Linked DNA regions of Mus musculus: region 1 is linked to region 2. A link is a contact called in public Hi-C data. All regions are on one chromosome and are shown on one strand. Each heading gives the region's core, a stretch centred on a gene start, on an enhancer-like site or on the middle of the called end of the contact. The rest is flanking DNA. Distances are from core to core; before and after follow the strand shown.

Region 1 (3,311 bases), core at 188-2,687, 250 kb after region 2:
AGGCAGGGGCTTGTAACAGCAGTCTAAATTTACATCTACTGGAGTGTCATTTTATCGACTCTTAGTATCTCCTTCTGACAGGATGTTAAAATATGTTTTCAGCTCCAGTTTGGGCAAAATTAACACAGAATGTCTTTGGAGTTTAAGGGTAGTCTTCACAACTTCTGGAAAAAACTATCAGAATAACTCTGGAAGGGGTTAGATGACAGAGTCTTGGTGAGTTTGTAGATTCCCTCAAATTAGTCACTGATCTCAGCCTTTACTCTGTAAGCAGTAAGTGGAAAAGCCTGATTGTGAAATGGGAACCAGTTCTTAGCTGTGCCAGCAAGGGCTCGCTCACCTGGGATTTTAGGAGATGCTCAAAGAAGATGCTGTCAGCACGTTAGCTCACCACCCTCACCTTAAGAGCATCTAGCAGTTTTTAAACACAAAGCTATTGTTCACTATATATTGTTCAAAAACAAAATATAGTCCTGTAAGGAAGGCAAGTGGCTAAGGATGAAAATACAGTTGTTACAGTGCTATGGAAAAAATTTCTAATTTTCTTTTGTCCTTCTATGTAGCACAACTGTATATTGTAGTTTGTAAATCCCAGTAGATTCAATTTTACATTATTTGGGTCTTTTAAAAACCTTCATATATGTTAATGACATAAAAAAATACAGAGCGCCGGGCGGTGGTGGCGCACGCCTTTAATCCCAGCACTTGGGAGGCAGAGGCAGGTGGATTTCTGAGTTCCAGGACAGCCTGGTCTACAAAGTGAGTTCCAGGACAGCCAGGGCTATACAGAGAAACCCTGTCTCAAAAAAACAAACAAACAAACAAACAAACAAAAAACCAAACCAAACAAAAAATACAGAGCAAGTATATGTTCTGCATTGGCTTATGAGCTGCTTCTCCTGAATCATTGGGAGGTGAGGCTACCGTGAGTCTTTGGTCACAGTAAACACCTGGAGGTTCTTGAGGCCTGATTCCTGGCACACCCCTCCCAAGACCATGGTTCAGACCCATTAAATGTGAATGTGGCCGAGAAGCTGTAGCTGTGTAGGCCAGTTACTAATGAAAAGTTCATATCCATTGATTTTCTTCTGTGTCTCTCCATCTAAAATCTTAAAAGGGTGGCTTCCAGGCTGTCAATAAGAGTGGGACATTGGCCAAAGGAATCAATATGACACCATATTAGAGCGTACAGTTCCTAACATTTTAGCACTGGGATGTGCTGACAGGTATCAGTGCCCTCATCCCCTTCTGCTTTGAGGTTCCATTGTTCATCTAAGTACAGTTGGTGGCATCAAGTTATTAGACCCGGACCAGACATCATCCTGACCAGGTAACCACCTACTAATGAAAAAGGGACTTGAAAGAAGTGACTATTTTCTTCCTCTTCTTCAGAAATCCCCCTTGCCATCACATACTTATCTTGTACTTCGAAGCCCTGGCAATTGATGTTTAAAGCAGCCTATTAATTGTTATTACATGAAGTGTTCCATAGCTTTGAGATGTTTCCCTTGTACATCACTGAGTAGTTCTGATACTTGGAACAGACTCATGATCAGTAGCTGTGCTGCCCCGTCTAAGGATGCAATGTGTCAAACCTACTGAGAAGTTTTTTGAGGAAGAAAACTTTTTGATTTAAACTCCAAACATTAGCAGAGAAGTAGAAAGAAACAGATCTAAGGCAACAGTTGCAAGGCAGAGTGTTAACCACAGTGCATCCAGCAGGACATTGTAAGTCCCACAGTGAGTCTTTCCTGGGTCTCCAGTGTCTGTGTCCCAAAACCCTGGATTTCCACCTGGGCTGCCTTGAGTCTGCATAGCTTAAGGCAGTTGTATACATTCCCATTGCCCAGAATTACTTTAAGAATTTTAAATATCTCATTATATTATTATATACACTATACTAGACTATTGTTTAATGCTATATCAGATCAGACTTGGGAAAAGAATCATGACTGAGAGATTTTAAATGGCACAATAGAAAGTTCTCAGAATAGTTGCCAAGTGATTAAAAACACTTACAAAATGGCATATGTGAACAACTCCAAATACATGCTTATATATGCATTATGTTCACAATTTATATGCTATGAGGAGATCTATAGGGAAATGGGTGAAAATATTTAGTATCTGTAAAAGATTACAATTTGTTTTTTTTTCTTTATAAATGATTTTTGTTCTTTCCTCTTTGTGTACTCTGAAAATGACTATGAGAGGCACGTGTGTTACATTAATAATACTGTAATGAATATTGACTTTTACATTATGAATCACAAAAAAGTTAACCAGGTATCAGGCTCAGTACTGGACCCAGCAAACTGTTTTTAAGTCCATTCTAACAAAAATAACTGTTCAGGAAGTTGTCACCATCCCTCGTCTGCTTGAGTGCTATTTCCTTGGAGAGTCTACTATCTGGGTGTAGGCAGAAAGAAGAAATGATTTGAAGAAATGCTAGGGGTGGATGAAACACACACACACACACACACACACACACACACACACACACACACACACACAGAGTCACCGCCAGTGCTCTGTCTCCTAAGTCTCTGGAGCAATAACGGGAAAAGGAAGGCTACTCTGAGCTCTGAGCATGCGCGAACCCTCAATGGCGGACCTGAGCTGCCATCCTCATCCTCTTCGGCTGCCCTTTGATTTCTCATCTTTTTTCCCCCGCCCCCAGGGCCCGGGAGAGCCCACAAGGCCATCAGTGTATTGATTCAACATCTAATTTCAGGGCTTATTGAAGTGCCTCTCCCTGTCTCCCTGCTCCCAGGGTTTTTCTTTATGAGATATGCCTCTAAATATATCTTAAAAATAAAAGTCTGAGGGAGAACACACGTGGCAATATCAATCTTACTGCAGTTCCCACACTCAGGGCAGGCTGGCGCTGGAGGAGGTCTTGAGAGCAATATGTTTCCCTTCTCCCCAATATTCTGAATCTAATAAGGACCAAATATTGAGTCTTTGTGCCCCCAATAATAAGCTGAATTGTTTAATAAATATAAGAAGTCAATAATGGATCTTGTTGAGTTACTGTAATTATGAGTCGTGAGGTGAAATCTGATCTATTTGGCCTAGTCTTTGCAGGGCAAGACATGAGCTTTCTTTCTTGTCGTAGTGACTTACTGACCAGTTTCTATCTTATCTTCATACCGGATTCTTCTAGTATGGTTTGTGTAATTCTGGAAACCACGCCTTTCCCTGGCCTCAGCTCCTTGCCTCTGTGAATTATCTTACGCATTGTCACAATACAAAGCAGTGACAGATTTAACAACATTTACTGAATCCTTACAGTGTGTCTGGGACCAGGG
Region 2 (3,358 bases), core at 426-2,925:
AAAAGCTAGTTCACAATTATCCCGGTCCTATTCATAGGATGTTATGATTTATATTAGAGATCAAACTTCTGGATTAAAACCTGCATCCAACCTGCATTTTGCTAGGCTTGTCCACACAGGATGCTTCTCCCTCCCATGCTGCTCTGCTCGGGTAGGTAGGGTAGGTAGGGTAGGTAGGGTGGGTAGGGTAGGTAGGTGTGGCTCCTTTTCTATGGTTCTCCTCCTGCCAACTCATGTGAGGCTGTGGTGCCAACCCATATGCTCTCTGCAGTTAGGACCCATGCTGTGTTTGTTGTTCATGGTTAGTTACTTGGAATTGGGGTAATTCACACACACCCCTCCCCCAAGCAGCAGCAGGTTTAAGTAAGTACTCATTTCCATGAGATCCATCCACTGAGTTCGGTTGGCCTGCGGACTGCATATTGTTATCCCTGCCCTGCATAAAGTGAAGCCATGTGGAGAACACTGGGTTCCAGCCCTGTTTGTAAAGAGCCAAAGTTAAAAAACAAAAACAAAACAAAACCCTACCAGAAGAGGCCTAGCACTGAAAAATCAAAGTGTGTGTGGCATTGGGGCAGGATAGGGGTTGGGGTGGGGGGACTTAAATAAGGGTGCTTGTGTTTGGAGGGGGTATTTTGTGACCCATGTCCTTTGCATGTTGGAGGGGTCAGCAGGCCAGAGGCCATGTCTCATTGAGAGCCATTGACTGTGCCCTTGTTCTGGCCCAGCTGTTTCTGCAGGCGCTGGCCAGCACACTAGATGTGAGTTCCAAACTTAGCTGAGAGGGAAGTGCAATGTGCTGGCAAAGCCCCTGGTATCAGATTTTTACCCCACACGTGGCATCCTTTTGGTTATAGAAGCCAAGTGGTTTACAGAGATAAGGGCATAAGTCAGAGGGGTGAAAGAAAGAAGAACTTTCTCCTGTTGTGGAGAGAATATAAGTGGTTTTTTAAAAAAAAAAAAAAAAGGAAAAAAAACTTTTATCAAAAGAAATGTCAGTCCTAAAGACCCCATTGGCTGGCTACTGAAAAAGAAGTCTGCTAGTTTAAGTCAAAAATAGGAGCTTCCATATAAAAAATATATCTCTCATTAATCACTATATCTTTTGTTTGACTTCCTATCTAAATTATGCTACCATCATTAATTTAACGCTCATATAAATGTGGGTGTGGAGAAAATATAATGAATGGTCCCGCTCATGTCAGATGAAAAGTTAGAAGTGCCTTCCTGTCACAGAGGCAACAATAAGTCGAGGAAAGTCTGCAGAAGCAGCTAGGGCAAGTGGGTGGCTGATTCATCGTGGTCTGGCAGGAAAGCAGTGAGCTGTCCCTGACACCAGCACAAACCTTGATCCATTCCAGAAACATCCTGGCTCCCTCCGAGCACAGGGCTGAGACGCTGGTCCAGCTTTGCCATGCCTCAAGGAAGCGAGCAGCCTGCTAATCGTTTTCAAATTAACTGCTGCTCGAACAAGGACACCCAGAGGAATAGTTGAGACTGAGGACTTCTCCTTGCTGGTTCAAACAGCGTCATCAGTATTTTGGTCGGTGGTCTTTGTGCTGAAAGTCTCACAGTTTTCAGAAAGTCACTTGCAGAGGAAGATGACCGAGCAAAATTCATACTGAGCTGATCACCTGGCAAAAGATACTATGTAGGCTCTTTGAGTGGTCCTCTGGGCCGTTCAGCTCCAGGCTGGTTTTCCAGCACCCAGAACGGACCACAAGCACAGCCATCCAAGCAGCATGGCACGTATGTAGTTCTCACGGGGGCGGGATGTCTCCTCCCACCACTTCCAGCTTAATTCTCGTGATATATTGCAGTAGGCTACCTGACTTCAATTGTCCTGAACTTTATAATTCGGGAGAGAGAGAAAGTGTCGATGAATGCCAGTGCTGACTAGTTTAGATCCAGCAGCCATGGACTGATTCTTCTCGCCATTCTTGACTTCCCGAACCTCTAGCCACAAAACAAGACTTCCGATTTGAGCCTTGTCCTTAAGGCTGCCAAAGGCAGCAGGTGCTTGGCTGTGAAGTGACTTGGGAATCGGCCATTCCCAGTGATGGATGAGGCAGGCTGGGTGCTGCACCTGAAAAGGAGCAATGACCCCTTCTTTTCCGCCGCGTCTCCTCCCACGCAAGAGACCTTGTCTACATCGTCAGTCATTCCTGCTCTTGCTAGGGAGTTCTTTTCTCAAAATACCCATCCTGCTGCATTCCCTTCCCTAAAGGGGTGACTTGCTTCTTGCTCTTCTGAAGGCCACTTCCTATGATAAGCAGACGTCCTGTGAGTCGAAGAGTCATTTAGGCGAGCACCCCCCCCACTCCAACCCCGAATCTTCTCTTGGTCACAAGTGAAGTCTCATTTGACTACACTGCCTGTTCAGGGACACAGGGCTGGAATAGCATTCACAGGACTGTGCATGCTGCTTCCATCCTGAGAAAGAAGTTTGAGGCTTGAGGCTCAGAAGGTTCCGCCACTGTCCTGGATGTTGGGGGAAGAGCCACCCATCATCTGTGTCGTCAATTCTCTCTCATTTGGGCTATGTGCTTCCACGAGCTTCTTGTTCTGATTGAAGTATATGTCCCTGTCTCCCCTTATCTCCTCAAATCACAACCAGCCAGTTCTCTAACCACCTCCTTCCTGTGAGTCCTTCCCAGACATCCTAGATTATAATAGAGAAGTCTTTTGTAAATCAACCATGTCCCCCTCTGTTGACACATAAACATCGGTGGCCCTTCTGTTGGTCACCCTTTATACCACAAGCCAGATCTTTAGATAGTTAACTTTTGATGTGTATTTGCCTTTCTTAAGATTGTCAGGCTTTTCTGAGACTTCTGGGCACTTTTAAAAACATATAATTATCATCAAGCTTGTCTAATATTTAAGTGCTTGAAAATATTTGTTCAACTAAAAAAACAAAAGCCTTAATTAATCACAAATGAACACTGCCAGTTGTTAGGAAGCTGTGAGTCTTCTAAACACATCTTGAGACCAGAGCTCTTACTTCCCAAGGTGGGGGGGGAGCCGCAGTAAATTAAAATCCCAAGAAAAACTATTCTAATTAAACACCGCAAGTACAAAGCAAAAGGGAGTCAAAATATTGTGTGTCTGCCCCATGCCTTCTCAATAACTAAGGACAACACCCCAAGGGGTTGGGTGATTTCTATGGTAACACTCTGCCAAATGGTAATTTGGTTTTTACTCAATGTAAGAAAAGACAAATAAAAAACCAGACCCGCAAGCCCAGAAACTTGTTTTAATTGTTAGCATCTTTTCCTGGGACCATCAGAGACTACAGGAATGATGAAAGGGTTAGTGAAATTTATTGTTGTTCACCTCTTCTGATACAGGGAGAACT

The links. Hi-C and Micro-C count contacts between places; a contact is called where the count stands out from the background.
Region 1: a contact with region 2 is called in a Hi-C map of the N1E-115 cell line, with 3 times the contacts expected there. The contact joins two enhancer-like sites. A contact is called at or near these places in 1 of 484 Hi-C or Micro-C datasets (the N1E-115 cell line), 1 of 115 datasets of contacts at active chromatin or transcription factors (fibro-adipogenic progenitors) and 2 of 9 other capture datasets (adipose tissue and embryonic stem cells).

The regions. Positions count from the first base shown.
Region 1 is chr14:77,622,079-77,625,389 of GRCm38.p6, forward strand. All of the region lies in intron 13 of Enox1 (ecto-NOX disulfide-thiol exchanger 1), which reads left to right. Among named protein-coding and RNA genes, the nearest start is that of Gm52115, 27 kb to the left of the region's middle. Within about 2 kb of position 1,438, at least 8 of the 459 cell types and tissues checked have an H3K27ac peak or open chromatin away from gene starts, as enhancers often do. A contact at or near this core is called in the N1E-115 cell line, where this site is marked.
Region 2 is chr14:77,374,491-77,377,848 of GRCm38.p6, forward strand. All of the region lies in intron 3 of Enox1 (ecto-NOX disulfide-thiol exchanger 1), which reads left to right. Among named protein-coding and RNA genes, the nearest start is that of Gm41217, 5.2 kb to the left of the region's middle. Within about 2 kb of position 1,676, at least 29 of the 459 cell types and tissues checked have an H3K27ac peak or open chromatin away from gene starts, as enhancers often do. A contact at or near this core is called in the N1E-115 cell line, where this site is marked.